2 separate regions of the Mus musculus genome follow, and region 1 is linked to region 2. Evidence: chromatin contacts called from public Hi-C data. All regions are on one chromosome and are shown on one strand. The core of a region is the stretch at or near the end of the contact, and the rest is flanking DNA. Distances in the headings are between cores, read along the strand shown.

What was found. A called contact is a pair of places that touch in the nucleus more often than the background predicts.
Region 1: a contact with region 2 is called in a Hi-C map of cardiomyocytes, with 1.8 times the contacts expected there. The contact joins the enhancer-like site here to the promoter of Ccdc149 in region 2. A contact is called at or near these places in 10 of 484 Hi-C or Micro-C datasets (Sertoli cells, cardiomyocytes, cerebellum and 5 more), 4 of 115 datasets of contacts at active chromatin or transcription factors (embryonic stem cells, heart atrium and neural progenitor cells) and 2 of 9 other capture datasets (adipose tissue and liver).

What each region holds. Positions count from the first base shown.
Region 1 is chr5:52,508,346-52,511,531 of GRCm38.p6, forward strand. No RefSeq gene overlaps it. Among named protein-coding and RNA genes, the nearest start is that of Ccdc149, 38 kb to the left of the region's middle. Within about 2 kb of position 1,751, at least 20 of the 459 cell types and tissues checked have an H3K27ac peak or open chromatin away from gene starts, as enhancers often do. A contact at or near this core is called in adipose tissue, cardiomyocytes and heart atrium, where this site is marked.
Region 2 is chr5:52,469,502-52,472,839 of GRCm38.p6, forward strand. Ccdc149 (coiled-coil domain containing 149) reads right to left here and starts at 2,077. Exons shown (of 13, transcript NM_001379231.1): 1 at 1,850-2,077. The coding sequence starts at 1,897.

The DNA.
Region 1 (3,186 bases), core at 501-3,000, 39 kb after region 2:
AACTCTGAAGATGACACTAAACATCACAGGAAAGTATCTAGTACAGCTCCGATATTAAACAATCAATGGACCAGTGACTCAGCCAGTACACAGGAACAGAAGTCCAGCCTTTTGTGCAGTCACTATGACTATGACAGGAGCTTGTCATAGGTCCAATAGCACAGGCTATCTCTCACTGATGTTCACAGCTGCTAACATTATTGAATCTGTAAGCTTCCACAACAGAGAACAATTAACCCTGTCTATGGCACCATTTCTTGAGAAGTCCAACAGCCACTTGGAAGCCAATAGATTTCATCTGATGCCTTCTGGCGCCAAACGGACAACTTCACCCTGACCAGGATTGTGTCCTCAGTATTGGTTTGCCGCGGGAAGCGTCATGATCAGAATGCTTGCATTTCTCTATTTCACTAGAAGTGACAAAACGTTTGCTACCCCAGCAGTCTGCAGTGGAAGTGACAGAACAGAGCCAGCGAACCCAAGGACAGCCTCTAGCACATAGGAATGGTAAAAGCACCTAAAAACTATTAAAGGACTCGGGTTGCACCAGATGTGTCCTCTAACCACAGTGGAGTTAAATTTGAAATCAATAATAGACTTACCTCTGGAAATTTTTGCAAACAATCAAAGTGGTTTTTATTATTCAGTTTTCCATTGCTTTGGAAGGAATGGAGGGAGGGGAAGCTGCAGCCAGGATGTATTGTATGGGAGAATAATAAAAACTTTTTAAAAAGAAAAAGAAAAGAGAAAAACACCTGAGACAGTCAATTTATAAATAGGAAAGGTTTTGATTCGGGCTCTCAATTTTGGAGGTTTCAGCACATAACTGATTGACACCATTGCTTTAGGTCTGTGGTAACATCAGGACAGGAGCGCATGGTTCAGCAAAGCCATTCACTTTATGGGCAGAGACAAAGAGAAAAGAGAAGAAGTTCCCATAGTGCCCTTTAGAGGCACACCGCTAATGGCCTAAAGCCTTGCACTAGGGAGGGCTAAGTTGGGAACTCGCCCCTGAGCCTCCAGAGGACAGATTCTCATATAGGCCAGGCTAACTTCAAGTTCACTGTGTAGCTGAGGCTAGCCTTGACCTCAACATTCTCCAGCCTTCACCTGCGGAGACCTGTGAGTCTGAGAGCCACCATACCAGGTTTGGGGGCGTGTCTTTACTAGCGCATGAGGGAAGTAGTCAGACTGTCTGGGGAGTACAGTACGGCCTGTTAGGAGCCCAGAAGAGCTTCTGCCCTGGGCTCTTCAGGGAGAGTCAAGGTCAGTTCAGTTGTGCCTCTGCTTCTCAGGAGTATTTTTAGTGGCAGATAAACAAACGGGAACAAATCCTGCAACGGAGATTTCCTATGCAGCCTACAGTCAAACTAGGTCAGCCTAGGCCCTGAAGAGGCACACAGTGTCCCAAAAGCAATAGCAGAAAGTGGCCAGGAGCAGGTTTCTTGCCATTGAGGGGGTTTGAGACTCTCAGACTCCTTGGCCCGAACAAGTCTGGGCAAGTCTGGAATCATCAGCTCCGTGTCCCCCATTTCTACAGGACTGTGTCCCCACCTTAATCTAAAAGCCAGGGAACAGGAAGCTGTAGGCCCCACAGATGAAACACCACCAAGTCACTCTGAAGATGTCAGTGAATCCCAGTGGCCTTGGATTTGGTGGGGAGTCAGGGTGGCAGACTTGTAGCTCTGATTCAGTTCCTAGAAATAGTGCCCTGTGTCTCCCGGTCATCGGACGCAGGATTTGAGGTCATAATTCCTCAGTCACCAAGGGTACGGATGAGAGCCAGCCACGTTACAACAGCATACCCAACAACAGTGCATGTATACAGCAAGTGCTCATAACTCCACTGAGCTAGGACTGAACACAGCCACCCACAGTGTTTTGGCTCCATGTTTTAACTGCCTCACCATAAGCTGGTACAAGCTGTGAGTCCCTGGGGGCATCTCCACTGCTGTCTGTCCACTGGGGCACACATGGGTTTAGAGTTAAGGTCTCTCAGCAGATGCCTAGTACAGGAGATGAGGTAGGGCACTGTAGACCTCTGTTTACCACTCTCCTGCTTGGAAACCTCTGCCTGCTTCTCAGGGGAAAGCAAAAGCCCATCTTCTTTACCGTGTAAATGGATTTGGCCATAGAATAACCCTCCATCCAGCCCTTCTGTCCTCTTAGTCTTCTCTATCTCCTTCCTGGTTCTTGTGTGTCTGGGCCCTTCTCCATTCAGGCTCAGCTCAGCTGCCACACTTGACCTCCTGGTGCATAAGACCCCCCCACCCCCACCCCCCACCTCCATCAGTTTTACGCCCTAAGGGAATCTGTCAACGTCTGTAATGACCACTTTTGATTTGTGAACTTCCAGTTTCATGGTCTCTCTTGGCCAAACTACAATATTTTCTCTTTCTTTCTTTCTTTCTTTCTTTCCTTCTTTCTTTCTTTCTTTCTTTCTTTCTTTCTTTCTTTCTTTCTTTCTTTCTTCCTTCCTTCCTTCCTTCCTTTCTCTCTCTCTCTCTCTCTCTCTCTTTTCTTTTCTTTTCTTTTCTTTTCTTTTCTTTTCTTTTCTTTTCTTTTTTTCTTCTGACTTTATGCCCCGTGCTTAGGAAAGAATTGCTGTTACTAATGCTTAGTACAGGATTTCTCAATGAGTGAGCACGGAGGCTATGAATTCTTTCAGATCCTAGGTTCAAGTCCTTGTTTTGAGAGGGGGTAAAAAATGAAGCTGTTGATCAGAGCCTCCAGCAGGACGTTTTGGAGCAGGAAATTTTGGGAGTTGCCGGATTCTGAGAGCCTGCTGCTGAGAGTGAGGAGAGGAGCTCTCAGTGGGAAGGAAGGCTGTGTGCTTGTTCACAGGTTATGTTGCCTGCCCAACCCCCTCCAGCTCTCTTGTGGGAAGTGAAGGAGCCAGCTTTCCTTATTCCCAGGCTATGGGCTCACAATCTCCTTCCCACGCTCCCTACATCCAAGAGAAACTTTGTTTCTTAAGCCCAGGCTAGCAGCCAACTTGTAAACTCATGTGCTGTTACCTCCCGAATGCTGTCATTACCAGTGTGTGCCTGTGCCTGGCTCAGGGCTGAGTGTTTGCTCCATGACTACCACTAACTGCAGGGATTCCTTCAGAGGTCACTCAAGGCAGGCTGTGTTTCATGTGTCCCCTCCTAAATACAGAGTTAGCAGTGTGATGGAAATAAGAGG
Region 2 (3,338 bases), core at 827-3,326:
TACCTAAGGCAGAAAGCAAATTCTGCTCATGCTCACACTCTTTAATATACATCTATGAAACAACGAATTCCATTATTTTGTAGCATGTAGCCCATGATAGCTAGGAATGTATGCAAAATTATGAACCTGAGGCATGAAAATTTTATACATCTTTATAGCACAATTGCATGGTTCTTGTATGTTATAACATCAACAAGACTTTGGGATGGGTGAGACAACTTTTAAAAGACCCATTTCAGGATCCATGGGCTTACTTAGCCAACTTTTATCGATTACCTTCTGTAGATGGAGCTCAAATTATAGGCTTTGGAGAGCCAATTAAAAACCAGTCTAGCTAGAATCTCACTACCATGCAACGTGGTCAGTCCAAATAAACACCTGGCACTGGGCGGCACCCTGAAGGGACACCTGGTACAATTTAGCTTTGATTATAGTCCCTTTCTCAAGATGTTTTTCATTGTTTATTGAGTGGCTTTCTTCCCAGACTATACTAGTAAACATCATGTGTTTTCTGAAGGCAGGAGGTGCTGAAGTGTCTCCTGAGTTGGGGACCACTGCATTCTAAGAGCAGAAGAGTGTAAGTAACTTCTTGTTTATTGTTTATTGTTTATTTGTTTATTTGTTTGGAGGGAGAGCTTTGAACCCGCTATGCAGCAGAGGATGGCTTTGGTTGGACTCCTGATCCTCCTGCCTCTACCTCTACCAAGAGCTGGGACCACAGGCGTGCATCCCCATGGCCAGGTAGTGTGCTTGATTTGGAATGACCATTCTCAACACAGATCTACCTGAACAAGAATACCGTACCTTCTAAGTCAGCACCCACTCCTGGACTTCCATGGAGAACCCACCCCCACCTTCATCATCTTTTACTGCTATAGATGATTCTGGATGGGCCCAGAGATGAGATTCCCAGTGGATATATTCCTTGACACAAAGCCTGATAGAGAAGATAACCTGACAGAGAAGATAGAGCTGGGCCGTGGGCCGAGACATAACCCCTTCCAGTGCTAGACCAATGTTTGAAGGAACTAAACTAAGTGGCTCTAAGTGGTGGAGTTCATTGCTCTACACACACTGGGTGTTAAGTGGCTAGATAATGGAGGAGCCGTCCATACAGGTGAGGGAGGTGAATTGGTAGCTTGCTAGGGGAAGGAAGACATCAGGATCCCTCTCACCTGGAGAAGCTAGCTGCCTGACCCGAGCCAACCAACTGGGTGGATCAGAGAGAAGGCAGCCTAAGAGTCTGAAAGCTTCCTTCTGGCCCATTCACAGGGGAGGGCGTGGAGTTGTCTATATCCACAGGTCACATCACCTCTGTACCTGTCTCATTTTCCTTTGAGAAATGAATGGTTTCACTACCTCACAGCACATAGTAGGTGCGGGAAACAGGAGCTCAGAGAGTGGAGTAAGTGAACGCATGAACCAACCATTGCAAGGATGCCAAACTCTTTCACTTAAACCGCTGCTCCAAGTCATTGCACCTGCCCAGTTGTTACCCAAGGGCCCGGATGGTCCCTCAGGCGTCACCTTTTCAGCATCGGGAATCATCCAATCGCTTGCCTCCATAACAGTGGTGACTAGGCAGGCAGGTGGGGCTTGGCTCTTTCCCCTCCCGGATCCCAGGGCTTCTCAGTCTCTCCAATCCTAGGCCAAACGCTGGCGAGCGAAAGGCCCCTCCCCAAAGCCTGGCACCAGATGGTGCGGGCGACCGCGGCTCCCCCGCAGGCCCGAACGTGAGGGGTGGACCGTGCACCTGCAGGTCCTGCCGCGGCCACCTGCTACCCGGGCTCACAGGGCTTGGGGACCTGCTGCAGCGGCTCAGGAGGCCGATCCGGAGCCCCGGCCTCACCTCGCTCACCAGCCCCTGCCAGTCGCTCTCGGTCCGATCGCCGTCCATGTCCCCTCCTGCGTGCGCGGGCGGGCTGCACAACCGCCTCCCTTCTCCTCCTCCTGCTCCTGTCGCCGCCGCCGCCGCCGCCACCCCGGCCCCGCGCAGCCCGGAGAGGGCCAGGAACCTCCGAGCCTCCGCGCCGCCGCCTCCCGCGGCTGCCCGCGCCGCTGCCTCCACGTCAGCCTCCGCGGAGGAAGGGGAGGAGGAGCCGGGCCCCAACCACTGCCCTACAGTGGCTCGGGGCCGGTGCCAGCCGCGGCACCCCGGGGACCCCAGGCCACCAGCTGTGTCTCCTAGGGAAGGAAGGGACTCTGCATGTGAACCATCACATAACCCCAGACTCCAGCATTCCCAGGCCTGTGGTGAGGGAGGGAGGCTGGCGAACAGGTGGGTGTCATCCCCAGGTCGAGAAGCCAAACTCCTCCATCCAGCCATCCCCTGCCAGGTCAGGCCTCTACCATTGAAACTGAAGCTCCACCAAGGAAGGGCCCTTCTTTCCCCTGAGTACACATTGGAGCAACCTTGGCACGCAGTAGATGCTCTACATCTTTTGGTCGAGCGTATGAATGAAGCTCACCATACTGTACATACATTATACTGATTTTTAAAGCGACCAACATTTCTTTTTAAGTATCTGATGTCGTACTAGAACGCAAGTACAAAGTTTGAAAATAAAACTCTAAATTCTGAATAGGGCCAAAAAGCTTGGTGGTGGGATTTAGCATGAGTTAAGAGAGGAGCCAGCTGAAGATTGTGCTATTCAGGGCTCTGTGTAGAAGAGGAGGTGGAAAGGCTGCAAAGAGATGTCAGAGATGGTGGGTGACTTCGAGGAAACAGTTTGCAAGCACAACAGGGCTCATATGGACTCTCAAAACACACACAAGCCCAAGTCAGACACAAAAATGAGAAGAGACATGGCCGCAAAGTCTCACCCCTAACCAAGAAGCGACTTGCAACTGATAGCTTCTGGGAGAGGGAAAATCCGTTTTCTTAACAGAGTGATATTTCAAACACACGGCAAGGCAGGCCCCGTGTTCAGTCCTAGTCAGCCAACACAATAGAACGTCACGGATTTTTTTAAATGCTTTTGTTTGTTTTGGTTTTTATGAGAGAGAAAAAATAAGAAGTTGGGGGTGAAGAGAAGGGGCCTAGGAGGTCTTGAAGAAGAGGAAAGAATATAAGAATATTTAAAATATATTGTATAAAATTTTCAAAAAAAAAAACTTTCTAAAGATAATTCCATGAAACTTTCATGGGAAAGGAAGACTAGAGACCTCCAGAGGGAACCTCAGATGAATGCTATGTGATCCCCGCCCCCACATAGTTGCCAACAGAAAGCTTTCCATACTTGGGGAAACTCAGCTTGTATAAAGGAGTAGGTGGCCTGAGAAGTTGGTAAGTCCATTTGGCAGCTGTAGAAACCTCACGGCCACCATGGATTTACATT